Linked DNA regions of Mus musculus: all the other regions are linked to region 2. Evidence: chromatin contacts called from public Hi-C and HiChIP or PLAC-seq data. All regions are on one chromosome and are shown on one strand. Each heading gives the region's core, a stretch centred on a gene start, on an enhancer-like site or on the middle of the called end of the contact. The rest is flanking DNA. Distances are from core to core; before and after follow the strand shown. Region 1 has its middle 68 kb from the start of Gm31636. Region 2 overlaps Myo1b (myosin IB). Region 3 overlaps Myo1b (myosin IB).

Region 1 (4,369 bases), core at 882-3,381, 100 kb after region 2:
TTTGCTACCCCCAGGATTTCCTCAATCCCTCCTTCAATTAACTGCTTGTTATTTTCTAGATCACTAAATTCTTTCCTACTTTTGATGCCAATGCCTTCAACTTTTCTTACCCAGTAAATAATAACAACCAGCATTTGTTAAACATTTATTAAATGCATCATTAGTTTGTGAATTTGGCATATTACTCCTTTATCTTCACCATGTATGCGAGGTTCATAGTAAAGAAAAAACCTAAGTAGCTGCTCCAAGACTGGGGGAAAGGTTTATTAAATTGGGAATAAGAAGAAAAAAAAAGAAAGAAAAGAAAAGAAAACACCCAGAGTCATCTGGGAGAGTCTAGTGAAGAAAGAAAAAGAAGCAGACTGGACATGACTGGGCTATCAGTGGGAAAAGAGGAATGGAGAGGAATTGGCAGAGATAGGTAGGTTATAAGGAGGATGAGTAGCTGTTGGGGAGGGAAACCTGTGCACTGGAGCAGGCCTGGGAGTTCAGGGTACACAAGGAGGTGAGAAGGGCCAGAAGGCTGGGGGCGGGGTAATGGGTACCTGTGAAGGGGCCTGAGGCCAGCATGGGCTTTGAGATGCAACCACAGGGATATGTCAGTGGAGAGCCATGTCCCTTCTGCCAGAAGCAAAGAAAATGACTTCTCTTGGTGGATGGGAAACATTTTACAAGTTTCTGAGGAATACTGTTTTTATCTACCCTACAGAAGTCTTTCTATGGTCCAGCTTGAGCGGGGACAAGATTGTCCTTTCTGAGACCTGACGCATGGCACTCTATGGGATAGGTATTACCATTGTCATTCTGGTCCACCAAAGGCAGGCTATGAGGAACGAGAATTTCTGCTCGTTTATTAATAGAGTGCTGCTGCTTCTGTTGTCATGCTCCATAGCTGTACTCATAAACGAGCTTTACTGAAGAGGAAGGTAAGCTGCAGCCAGGCCTGGCAGGCACAAGCAGTAGGGAGTCGATCGATTGATCGATCGACCGACCGTGCCTCAGACTCTGGCTTTTCACTAACTCCCTCAATCTAGCCTTTAAGGAAAGCTCAAATGTCACCACCCCTTGGGAGCTGGAAGGGAAATGGATTCTCTGAAATAAAGCTTCCCACTCCTCACCCTCTCCCCTGGGATGTCTTAGAGGAAACACTGTGTCCCAGGCTCGGAGCAGGAACTCCCATCGGAGAGCATCTTGGTGCATTTTTCAGACCGTGCGCAGCTTGTGCCTCCTCCCTTTCCTTCTGTATTCCTGTCTTCTCCTGTCCTCATCTTGGATTCCCAGGATCACACCTCTATTATCAGCCTCACCCTTTATTTTCCATGGTAAAATTATGACAGCGACGCTCTATGCAGCCACCACCCTCTCGCTGAGGCTACTACGCTCACTCTGAAGAAGATACAGTCACTTGTGTTTCCATTTCTCGTCAACCTTTGATCCTCTTCAAGCTCCTTTTATAGTCTACACATTGTCGTTTATACAACCTCTCAAACTGAAATCAGGCATCAGGGGCCAACTTGCGCAAAGGACTCCACAAGCAGTGCGGTTATCACCCTGCCCCTGACTTCTCGTGCAGCAGTCTAGACAGAGGACTGTCAGTCTTTATTAGATTCAGCCCAGCAAAGAGCTAAGATGACCATACGTGTTGGGGTAAAGCATGGCCCATCAAAGTGCCTTACAATTGAACAATGGGAACATGCCCAAAGGGTATAGGTCGCCATTAGGGTATATCACTGATAGGATCCTGTTCCTATCACTTGGCAATGTGCTATAATCTCGAGTACCACAGAATGAGCCACGAATACAACTGAAAATAACAACTAAAATGAAAATATCTACATTTTTCCCCCAATGGGAAAATAAGGAATCTTCTGAAGCCATGAGTTTGAGATGAAACACCTGAGATCTCATAAGCCATAAATACGATTTTCTTTCTGGAGAAGGAACTAGTTCTTAGTGTACCAGCTACGAAAGGCATGTTGCCTTTCTTATTTTTATTTTAAATTTTTTATTATTATTATTTTTATTGCTGGCCCTCTGATTTTGTGTGTCTTGCAACCACAGAGACTTCAGCTTGCACCCAGACAGCAGCAGCTTGGAGCTGGGAAAGGAGGCTGTTCCTGTAAGTGACTCAGCAGCATTCTGAGGCAGCGGCGGAATGTGGTGCTGCTGGTGGGAAGGAATGGCCGGCCAATGCCTTTTCTTTTCCACCCGCTGGAGGTTTTCTTTGGCAGAAGTTCCTGCTCTCCAGGCAATTGCTGACTTGCAACCCCAGACATAAAGTTTCCACAGAGGTCCAGTTATGGAATATTTGAACTAGAAAGTTTCTTATGCAGCATCCTCATCATTGTTTTAAGTTGTAGGGAAACTGAGGCATATAAGCGAGCCAAGTCACTTGAGGTGACATCCCGAGCTCAGCTAGGTCTGAACTGATATCTCTGAGTCCAGGGTTTCTGGCACGGAAGCAGTTAAGGGTGCACACAGGAGCCATCTGCTGGTGTCCAGTAGAGCACTAAATGGCAGGCCACTGACACTGTTGTGGAAATATGATGATCAATGACATCGTGAATAGACAATTCTTCATTTTCTTCTGCAAAGAAATGGGAGCACAAAGGCCGGAGAGCTGGAGGCACTTGTAAAGCCATGCAGAGCTGGAACTGGGCTGGCCATGATGGCTAGAGGGGCTTCATGAGGCCTAACTTTTCAGCCTGCCAGCTGTCTGGACTCTGGTGGCTTGTGCTTTAGCAACTTGACTATGCCTAGATCCTTGTTTTCCAAGTCTCCCTCTTTATGGAGTTAGACTAGGGTTAGTAAGATACACATGATTTGAAAAGAAAGAAAATATACAGGACTGCTTTTTCAGGGATAACCTTTTCAGGGCCCTGTGTGCTAAATGAGCTTGCATAGCTCTGCTCTGAATCTAGTTCTCCACATTGCTGGATCTGCTGCCCAGCTGCAGCTAACTTCCCAGGCACCCCTGGAGACACCGGGCTACTGACCTACCGAAGCAGCGAGCCAAGGGCTTTCCCCAGACTACATCTTGCCACTGTTGGTCACTTTCTGAGTGTGTCTACTCTGTATGACTGGATGTGACTCTTTTTCTTATCCCCTACCTCACCCTTGCACATATTCACTCAGCCCCTCCCACACCTGTGGAAGGTCTACTGTAGTGCTTAACGTTGTGATCCTGGCCCATGACTGGATCTGGAGGGATTCACCCTGAATCTCCAAGGACGATGAGCCTGGAGCTATCCATCCAATTCACAGGCCTCTCCCTGCTCTGTGCAATCCACAAAGACAGTGGATCACAGCAGAGGACAGAACTGTTTCTCACCACCGCATGCAAATGTTTATTGCCAACAGAATCCCTAAGGTAGAAAGAGAAAGTTCTGGGAAAGTGAATCAAAATGAAGTCATTTGTGAAAAAATAAAAAACAAATAAAGTCAGAACACTCAGCAGGAGGGTCTCTCCTGCACCTGTGCATGAAAACAAGAAAAAATACCAAGGGTTTTGCAGAGCCACAGCCTTGCACAAAACCATTCCCAGCTCACATATAAAAATGTTCATCTAAGGACATTTGCCATGGACTAGGTATTTAACTTTGAACCACCCTTTCTTTATTTATACCTATAGACAAGATTTTTTTTTTGTATCAAAGCAATTTGTGTGATTCTCCTCATTTGCCTTTTAAAACTCCCCCTTGCTTCAGTGCTTGTGAGTGTGCACACAATTCACTATGGCTTGCATGTTGCCATTAAGTGTTACTCTAGAGTGAAACCCTGTTTGAAATTTAGCTTGACACTCCAAACCCTGAGGCAAAGGATGAAATAGGCATATGAGGAGGAAAGCTGGGTGCTCTACATCCTTAGTGTCCTACCTCTCCTTCCTCTTTGAAGTATATTGGACCTACTCCTTAGCATCCCTGTCTTAGGGTTTCTATTGCTGTGAAGATACACTACGACCACAGAAACTCTCATAAAGGGAAACATTTCATTGGGGCTGGCTTATTGTTCAGAGTTTTTAGCTCATTTCATTATCAGCATGGCAGGGAGCACGGAAGCACACAGGCAGACACGGTATTAGCATTTCTTCTAGACTCCGCCCAACAGTTACCTAGCAACAGCCAGGTACTAGCCTGGCTTGCTATAAAAGAACTATTTTGCCTCTCTCATTCTCTCTCTCTCTCTCTCTCTCTCTCTCTCTCACACACACTCTCACTCTCTCTCTCTCCACCTCTCCCTCTCTCTCCCTCCACCTCTCCCTCTCCCTCTCTCTCTCTCTTGCTCTTTCTTCCCCTGCCCGAGCCCCCCTTCTCTCCCCACATGTTCCTAGCTGGTCTCTTCCTTTCTTCCCCCTCTCTCCTCTCCGTTT
Region 2 (4,129 bases), core at 333-2,832:
GAGCCCAAATCGTATAGACAGATTTGTTACTGACCTGGAGCTCTATAACATACCTGGAGCTCATGTTATGAGTGCACTCTTTAAACAAAAGTATCTGAGTGAGTAAATCCATTAAGTTATACCCACAGCAAATTGTCAGTCACTGTCTTAGCTTCCTTTTCTGTTGCTGTGACAACATACCCTGATAAAAGCAACTTAAGAGAGAAAAAATTTTATTTGACTTGTGATTCCAGGTTGTAGCCCATCATCATGATGAGGAAGTCAAGGTAGCAAGAACTTGAAGAATTTAGTCACAGAACATCCACAGTCAAGAGTAGAGAACAATGAATTCTTGACAGTGCTCAATTTGCTTTCTCTTTAACAGCTCAGAATCTTCTGCCTAGGGAATGGTACCACCCATAGTGTACAGGCCCTCCCACCATGATTAACATAGTCATGGTATCTTCCACAGTCATGCTCACAGAGCAAACTAATGTAGACAATCCCTTGTTGAATTTCCTTTCCCGGTAATTCTAAATTGTGTAAAGTTGACAATCAAAACTATCACAGCCATATAAGATCATTGAGTTCATTTTTCTTTTCAATGAAATAAATGCATTTTTAAAAATTAAGCATTATGAGCTCAAAAAGCCAGAAATATCTTATGATTAAGAGGATAGTGATGGGCTAGAGAGATGGTTCAGCAGTTAAGAGCACTGACTGTTCTTCCAGAAGTCCTGAGTTCAAATCCCAGCACCCATATGGTGGCTCACAACCATCTGTAATGAGATCTGATACCCTCTTCTGGTTGAAGACAGCTACAGTGAGTGCACTTATAATTAATAAATAAATATTAAAAAAGAAGATAGTCATAGGTACAATTTTTAAATAAGACCTTTGTATAGATGACCCCTTTAATTAATAGATGCGGAGTGGATGAGTGTATTTAAAAAACAGGCTATCAGTATAGCATAGCTGCCACCGCATAGCTGCCACCAAGATCTGGTGGGCTGAGTTTGATTCCTGGCTGGCCTGGAACTGTCCATGTAGAGCTGGCTAATCTCAGTTTACAGAGTTCTACCTGCCTCTGTCTCTCAGGTGCCAGTGCTATAGGCTGTCTCGCTGCACCCATTTGCTTTGTTTTCTATTTCCATTCCTATTCCTTGAGAGAGGCAGGATCTGTGCATTGTACTTAATATTTTTCACTATTTTTCTGTCTAAATCTCTCAGTTTAATCATCTGCTAGCATGATTTTAATCATGTATCTTTATTTTATAAATATGTTTATTTGGATGCATTTAAAATGAAAATTTGGCTGGTAATTTTAGATATTTTTGTCTATTTTTTATCTTACATTATAAATGTTCTCTTTTTTCTCTTAATAAGTTATTCACAAACCTTTCTCTGATACTTGCCTAAGCTTTCTCAGATTTTCAGCAATATTGTGTTACATATGAAAAATGTCAGTATTAACCACAGAAAACCCAACTAAGAATTTAAGAGTACTGGAAGCTTCGGTGGGAAGAATAAGTGTAAACAAAGTATTCATGATTCATATCAGTGCAAAATGAGTGGTTCTTTGTCAAAACTGACCACAGGAAGTGAAAGATTCTGCCTTTTAGAGCACTGTGTGCTTTGCTTTAAAAGTGTGCAGTAAGGTCCAGAGCATTGCCTAACTGCCCAGTTTTGCCTCCGTGACTACCCTGTCAGTCGCCATGGATGCACTTTTCAGCTGAGCTGGTAGAAGCCTTTCATCTCTCTGGTTCCTCTCTAACCAGAGGGGGAAGTGGGGGCATTAAGCCTTGGGATGATGACACATGGATTTCCTGACAAGCACTTCGTGCCAGGAGTGGATAAGTTTGCCTTGCTGGCTGCATGTGGTCTGATGTCAGTGTGTAAAACAGATTAACAGAGCATAAATGGAGAAAGGTGAAGCGCAAAGGAAGAAAACATTGCAGCTCCACGCTCTGGTGGGATAGGAAATCCACGTTCCGAAGGAAGAAAATCGCATCCAGATGCCCCGCACAGTTACGTCTGAACATTGTTTTAACTCAGAATTTGGTCTTTGATTTCTGAGACATTTTTATAATTTGTCCAATTAAAGAAAAAGTGGGCTAGCCAGGGAGAAGAGAGGAGGGGGAGGAGGGGTGTATATTATCAAAATGCCTGGTTCATACAAGGTATCCTCAAAAGAACTAATAAAATGGAGGGAAAAAAAGAAGTAAGTGCTATTACTTAAAAAAAATTATATTACACTGGAAAGCAAATTGAACAATGTGAAATCTTCCTTAGGCTTATCTGGAAGGAAGTTATTAAATTGGCAGTTAGTTTACTGGAAAAACTTAATTAAACAGTAACATTCACTAGAACCTAGAGGCCTCAGTTTCTGGCCATGTCACATCCTGTACAGCTGAAATATTCTCATCCAGGCCAAGGGCTAAGTTAATTGTACCCCTTGCCCTATCGTGGTTATAGAACGTGGTTTCCAATTAATTCTGGCTATAGTCAGTACCTTCTATTCTAGTTGGCCTCTGTGCTAGAGAACATATAATTGAGGAAGAAGGTGAAGCGGATTTAAAAATGAAAAAGTGACTGTGAATTAGATATGAATATGATGGGTTATAGTTTTTAAAAATCATAGTTTACTTAAAAATATTTAAGAAACTGTGTTCCTAAATTGTTTTTCCTTAAGCTTACTGTATTTGATTGTTATCTACCTAGAAAAAAAATGTTACATAGATGAAGGAAAATTTGTTAATGACTCAGTTTTGTTGATGTTTAGAAGGGTGAAATAGCTAAATTAGCTAATAATGGCTAATATTAAATATTTTTCTTATACATTTTAAAGTTTTTTTCCCTGCTGTTCAGTTTTTAAGAAGTAATTATTGCTTTGGAGGCTTTTTTTCTGGGGATAGTGGCTTTAAAAAACAATTGTGAATAAATACATTCCCTTCTGTCAAAATGGTGATCCTTTTGGTGATACTTGGGGGCTGCCTGAGGCTTTCCAACAAGGATGCCATTGCTAGGACACATTTACAGCAGTGGTATGTCCTTCCCAGGTCTCTAAAGTGCACCCACAAGGCTGTGGGTTTATCTATAAATGAAGCATTTCATGTGTCATGCCTTCATTATATGAAGATAAAACCTCACCGAATACATTACATCCAAATGCCAAATGTTTGTCCTCAGATGGAGGGAGGAGCAGACCTGTAAAAAACATTGACAGTGTATATCATTAATGGCACACTTGGCTTGAACAAATCATGGCCTTTATAGTTGAACTGCCTGGTTTTCAGAACATAATGTCTGTCTGTAAAATATACCATCTCCCTATCCTTAATATTCAGGTATGAAGTTGTCTCCTTCATTTACCTCTTAATTTTACTATTTATTATTTATAAAGATTACAACTTTTTATAATTACATAATTGCCTTTAGAAATACAAGCTAGCCTTAACTGCCTCTGTTGCAAAGAATATAGTGTAATTGGCCAATATCTCCGGACATGTCTTTCAAAAACATGCTGCATGGAACAGTTGTGGTTGATACTGGAGAGCAGAAAGTAGCTGTGAATCGTGCTGTGAGCACAGTCAAACGGTCTCAGAGTCTACAAGACTTTTTAAGAAGCCCTAGTGTTTAAAGTGCTAGTTTGTTCTACCCCTATACAGAGGGTGCTTGCTCCCCTGTATACAGTCAGGACACACTGTGAGGTAGTATGGAACCTTTTGCTTTCCTGTCTTCCCCACAGCTGTCTGGACAGAGCTTCACTGGAGGGGATCATTCAATACAAGCCCTGAATGGACTTCTTTGAATAAATCCTTGGAATGTATAGAATTCCATTGCAGTAGATGCTGATTTCAATGTGGGAAAGTAATTTAATTTCCGCTTTGATGGTTGGGTAGTCTAGTTTTGTTTGGGGGCTTGGGAAGGTGATTTTTATCATTAGAGAGGTCAGTTTTTGTTCTTAGACCATCTCTAGGTGGATACTGTCGCCTTGCCATCTGAAGTGGTTTTAAACAAGGAGGCTGGCATGAGTCCACAGAGCACACACAAGCAGATCATGGATGGGAGGTTCTTCTGGAACTTGAAGGGTTTGTCACTCTTCTGTGATCTTCCGAATGCCTTTGTCCCCTACTCTTTGGGTTAGATA
Region 3 (4,240 bases), core at 844-3,343, 86 kb before region 2:
AAAACCCAAGGTAACTGGGCCGATACACAGTTGTCTGTTATCTGCCAGTCTTAGTTATTTCAGGTTGCAGGTTCTATATTGTTCTTGCAATATTTGTGTAATATTATAAGTATTTATAATCATTTAACTCAAGTATTCTGGTTGAAGCTACATCTGTAGTTAGATTTGAAGGACATGACGACATCAGAAAAGACCTATGTTGGAAGCAGTTTGATGGGCGGGCACCCTGGAGCAGAGGCCTGACTTGAGGTCTGGCTCTGCCACTTTTTGTCTATGAGACCTGGAAAAAGTCCAAAACCACTATGAATACTTTAGACCCTTTATGTTTTAGTTCATTTAGGTCTTAGAGAGTCTTGTGTGCTGTAACATTTTCATTTTACATATGACAAAACATTCTTAGGGAGGCCCAGTGTCTGTTCCATGCTCACTCTGTGAGTATAAAATGGAGCTGGGATTTATATCCAGGAAATTCAATGCTGGAGGTCAAGGTCATTTGCAAATGATGGCTCTGTTGACCTTACATGAATATCAATGACTTCAGTAATATGGAAGCCTGTTTAGTTTCCTAAGTAGTTATATAGGAAATAGAAATTTGTGTAGGCTTTGAAAGGAAGCAGTTTCCAAGTGACCTAGCGGAATCGTGGGTTTGATAATCAGTGTTCTTGCCATATATTGACAGAGCACTCAGTGGTGCAGTGACATGAACTTAACAGATATGGGATAGGTACACCAGGTTCTCAAGTCACAGGTTATCATGCCATGGTCCCTATACGTCAAAGCAGGGAGACATAAGAAGATAACTGAGTTCTCCCCTCCCCCGCCCCCAAGCAAAACAAAACAAAACAAAACAAAAAAACCAAAACAAAACTAAGCCTAGAACATCTCAAGGAAAGAGTGTTGTTCATCATATTATGTGGCCTGCAAGTGACCGGCGGCTCCTCATAGTCCTTCTGCTCTATGAACACAAGGTTAGAAGAAGAAGGCATTTGGCTCAGCACACATGGGGCCAGGTCAGTTAGACCCAAATCTCCTTCTTTATCTACAGAGCAGATGAATTTTAATGGCAGTTTTTATTCTTCGTCACGCACAGCCATCTGTACCATTGCCCAAGACTGAGTTCTTTCATCTATGAAATGGGTATTTTGATAATGATCTCACTGGGTTCCTGCACGGATGACTGACACATAGTAGGAGTGGGATATATTGTAGGTGGTGGGATTGTATTTCCATTTTCTTCTGTTGTAACTGAACACTGTGTTGTTTTTATTTGTTGTTTTGTTTTAGAGGTATTTTGTTTGTTTGTTTGTTTGTTTGTGATTAAGATGTATTTGACAAATGTTGCTGATGGTTCAGCAACATCATTGACAGCATGACATCATTGTCCTGGTGAGAGCTTCAGACTGTATCACACATGGTGGAGAAACAGAAGAGGGACGGTCTGTATGCAAATACCAGTGACCACTTGGTGAGGCAGAAGACAGGGGACTCTGGGGCTAGGTTGTACTTTTTGTAACCGTCTCCACTTGCATCCTGTGGGAACTACATGAATCTCTTCTGAGGGTGGTGCCCCACCCTTAAAGGTTCCTCCAACTTGACCACATTTGAGGTCCAGTTTCCAGCATGCAGATTTGGGGAACACACCCCAGCCGAGTAGCCTCTTTCTCTTCTTTCCAACCTCTGTCTTCCCTACTTGCTCTTGCTTTTGTCTTCATCGTACAGATTTATTTTCACTGTATTCCTGTTTCCAGTTAGCCACACAATACTGTTTTCAGGACTCGTGGCAAGAAGGGAACCTAACCACCGGGGCCACATAAACCCTTGCGATGGGCTTTATTGGGTCTGGAGAACAGTATATATTTGGAAGATCCCGCCCCCTTTCAGAATCTGTCTCAGCGATGATACGGCAGTGGGGTGTTGTCCTGCTCTAAATTAAAGGCAGCCCGAGCTGATATTTTTAGCTGGTATTTAAATGTGGCATGAGACTCATATATAGTTCTTTAATTTATAGTCTGAAATGACTGACAGCCCAGGAATGAAAGATCATGATGTGATGGTAGGCTAGGCCAGCAGGCCTGGATGTCATCTGCAGGCACAGTCTGCAGGCCTCTTAGTTTATTTGTAGACATCTAATCTGAGGCTGGTGACTTAAGGCACTGGATAAAATAGTGAACTGAGAAATACTGGAAACTTAAAAACAACAAGCAGGATGTGGTGTGCGAGGTTCTGAGGGATCATGAAGGCGGTGAGGAAGCAGGCTTTGAGGAGTCTGTGAAGCTGACTGGCTGCTGTGAGTGCATAGAACAGTTTAGAAGAAGAAAGTATGGGCGGGCGGCGAACTGGGCACATAACCAGTCTCTTGTGTCCTGATTTTCCTGAAGCGTTGTGATAGGTGCAGATGGGGCTGTGTGTGTACCAGGTGTGTGCGCACCAGTTCACAGCTGTCGTAGCATCAAGGAAGTCAGTGTGAGGCTACCACTGCTGTGAGACCTTGGGTACATTTTCAGCCTGTGTCTCTCTCCAGTTAATTCATGTGTAAAAAGAGGGCATTATTAGTGATGTGGTATGTGTGTGTGTGTAGTACCTCATGCATAAAAAACCACACACATATATATATATCACAAATATGTTTCTGAGAGTAGAGCTGTCAGATACATACATTGGATGACATTTTTTGTTGTACCAGAAAGGTACTGAAATCTGTTCTTGACCTCACATTTATAATTTTGACTTACATCATTTTGCACAGTTTTGAATGAAATAAAGAACAATCAAAACATTTGGTAGATCACACTGTGCCTCCTAATAAAACCACTAAAAACAAAGTATCCCTTCAAGACCATTGGGGAAGTCTTACAGATGTCCATTTCATAGCATGTGGTGCATAATAGTTTGTGTCCTGTGATCAAATTCCCAGGGTCCAAGACCCCAGAGGAGAAAGGATCCCTCATGATGAAGTGAGTGGTTCTTGTTCCTGAGAATTCCAAGGACTGTTTTTTTTTTTTTTTTTTGCTGTCATCTTAGTATTAGTTTCGCTAGACTTATCTCCCATGCTCGCCTGGTAACGCAGCCATTTCCTGTATACAAAGACCATTTTGAAAAAGTCTTCATGACTTTAGCATTATAGGACTACTGGGTGAATTTTGCTGAGGTTTAGGGCTTGGAGTCCTGACTTGGCTGTTGTACAGTGGTCAGTAGATTCCAGTGGAGCCATGTGGAGTTTATACCACCATAAATAGGTACTGTTTATAGAATACTTGCTGTGGTCTTGGTGCTTTGATATGTAGTTTCATTTAATCCTCAGATTTTCAAGGGGGAATTAGTAGTAGTCCCTCTGTATACAGGAGGAAACTGGGGTAGGGAGAAGCTAAAAATGTGCCTCGATTTACACAAGACTGAAGATTTACAGGAAAATGTGGAGCCAGCTTTATACAACACTCCAAATAGATTAAAGCACAACCAAGGGAGTATGATGGAGAGCCCTGAGTGGAGAGCTCAGATGCCTGCTGATGGTGTGGGTTCACATCTAAGCATGTTCGTCATCTGACCCTTTGCCTCTCAGTGACTTGTGACTTCAGAACTGCTCTTGCAATGCCTGCCTGGAAACTCTAGAGACTGATTCCTCCCCCTCCCCCCCTCCTTTCCTCTCTCCCTTGTCCATCTTTATCCATCTCCATCCACACCACCCCTTCTAAGAACTCAGGTCTTAGTTACTGGTTGGGTAGTTTTGTTGTAGAGCAACCCTCAGGTTGAAGCCTCCTGCCTGTGGAAAAGCAAGAATTCTAACAGTAACCATTGCTGTTGAGAAAGTTACCAAAATAAAGATTTTTCTTTAATACACACACACACACACACACACACACACACACACACACATATTTAAAAATTTCATGGATATGGTATGTATACCTCTGCAAATGTGTACACCATGTGTGTTGGTGCCCTAGAGACCAGAAGATTGTGCCAGGTCCTCTTTCAGGTCCTCTGTAAGACCAAGTACTCTTAACCACTGAGCCATCTCTCCAGCCCCATGTATTTCCTCTTTTATAGAGATATTTTATGTTAAAATGGCAACATATTGGGTTTTATGACCCGAACACAATATCGATTTGGGTAGGGTCTCACTGCTCTCTGGATATTTTCTGGGAATCTCACAAACAAACATATTTGTCTACAGTGAGGATATCCTACATCCTGCATCCCCCTCCACCTTCTAGGCTTTCTGAACCCTGGGAGGTGCCTC

Evidence for each region. Hi-C and Micro-C count contacts between places; a contact is called where the count stands out from the background. HiChIP or PLAC-seq counts read pairs in DNA pulled down with a chosen protein or histone mark.
Region 1: a contact with region 2 is called in a Hi-C map of liver, with 2.3 times the contacts expected there. The contact joins two enhancer-like sites. A contact is called at or near these places in 6 of 484 Hi-C or Micro-C datasets (the 3T3-L1 cell line, the AML12 cell line, embryonic fibroblasts and 3 more) and 2 of 9 other capture datasets (adipose tissue and pancreatic islet).
Region 3: an H3K27ac HiChIP or PLAC-seq map of microglia shows a contact between it and region 2, with 3 times the contacts expected there. The contact joins two enhancer-like sites. A contact is called at or near these places in 1 of 484 Hi-C or Micro-C datasets (embryonic fibroblasts), 2 of 115 datasets of contacts at active chromatin or transcription factors (embryonic stem cells and microglia) and 2 of 9 other capture datasets (adipose tissue and pancreatic islet).

Annotation. Positions count from the first base shown.
Region 1 is chr1:51,687,838-51,692,206 of GRCm38.p6, reverse strand. No RefSeq gene overlaps it. Among named protein-coding and RNA genes, the nearest start is that of Gm31636, 68 kb to the right of the region's middle. Within about 2 kb of position 2,131, at least 40 of the 459 cell types and tissues checked have an H3K27ac peak or open chromatin away from gene starts, as enhancers often do. A contact at or near this core is called in adipose tissue, where this site is marked.
Region 2 is chr1:51,787,109-51,791,237 of GRCm38.p6, reverse strand. All of the region lies in intron 13 of Myo1b (myosin IB), which reads left to right. Among named protein-coding and RNA genes, the nearest start is that of Myo1b, 130 kb to the left of the region's middle. Within about 2 kb of position 1,582, at least 66 of the 459 cell types and tissues checked have an H3K27ac peak or open chromatin away from gene starts, as enhancers often do. A contact at or near this core is called in adipose tissue and microglia, where this site is marked.
Region 3 is chr1:51,873,709-51,877,948 of GRCm38.p6, reverse strand. The region is part of intron 2 of Myo1b (myosin IB); the gene reads left to right. Among named protein-coding and RNA genes, the nearest start is that of Myo1b, 40 kb to the left of the region's middle. Within about 2 kb of position 2,093, at least 12 of the 459 cell types and tissues checked have an H3K27ac peak or open chromatin away from gene starts, as enhancers often do. A contact at or near this core is called in microglia, where this site is marked.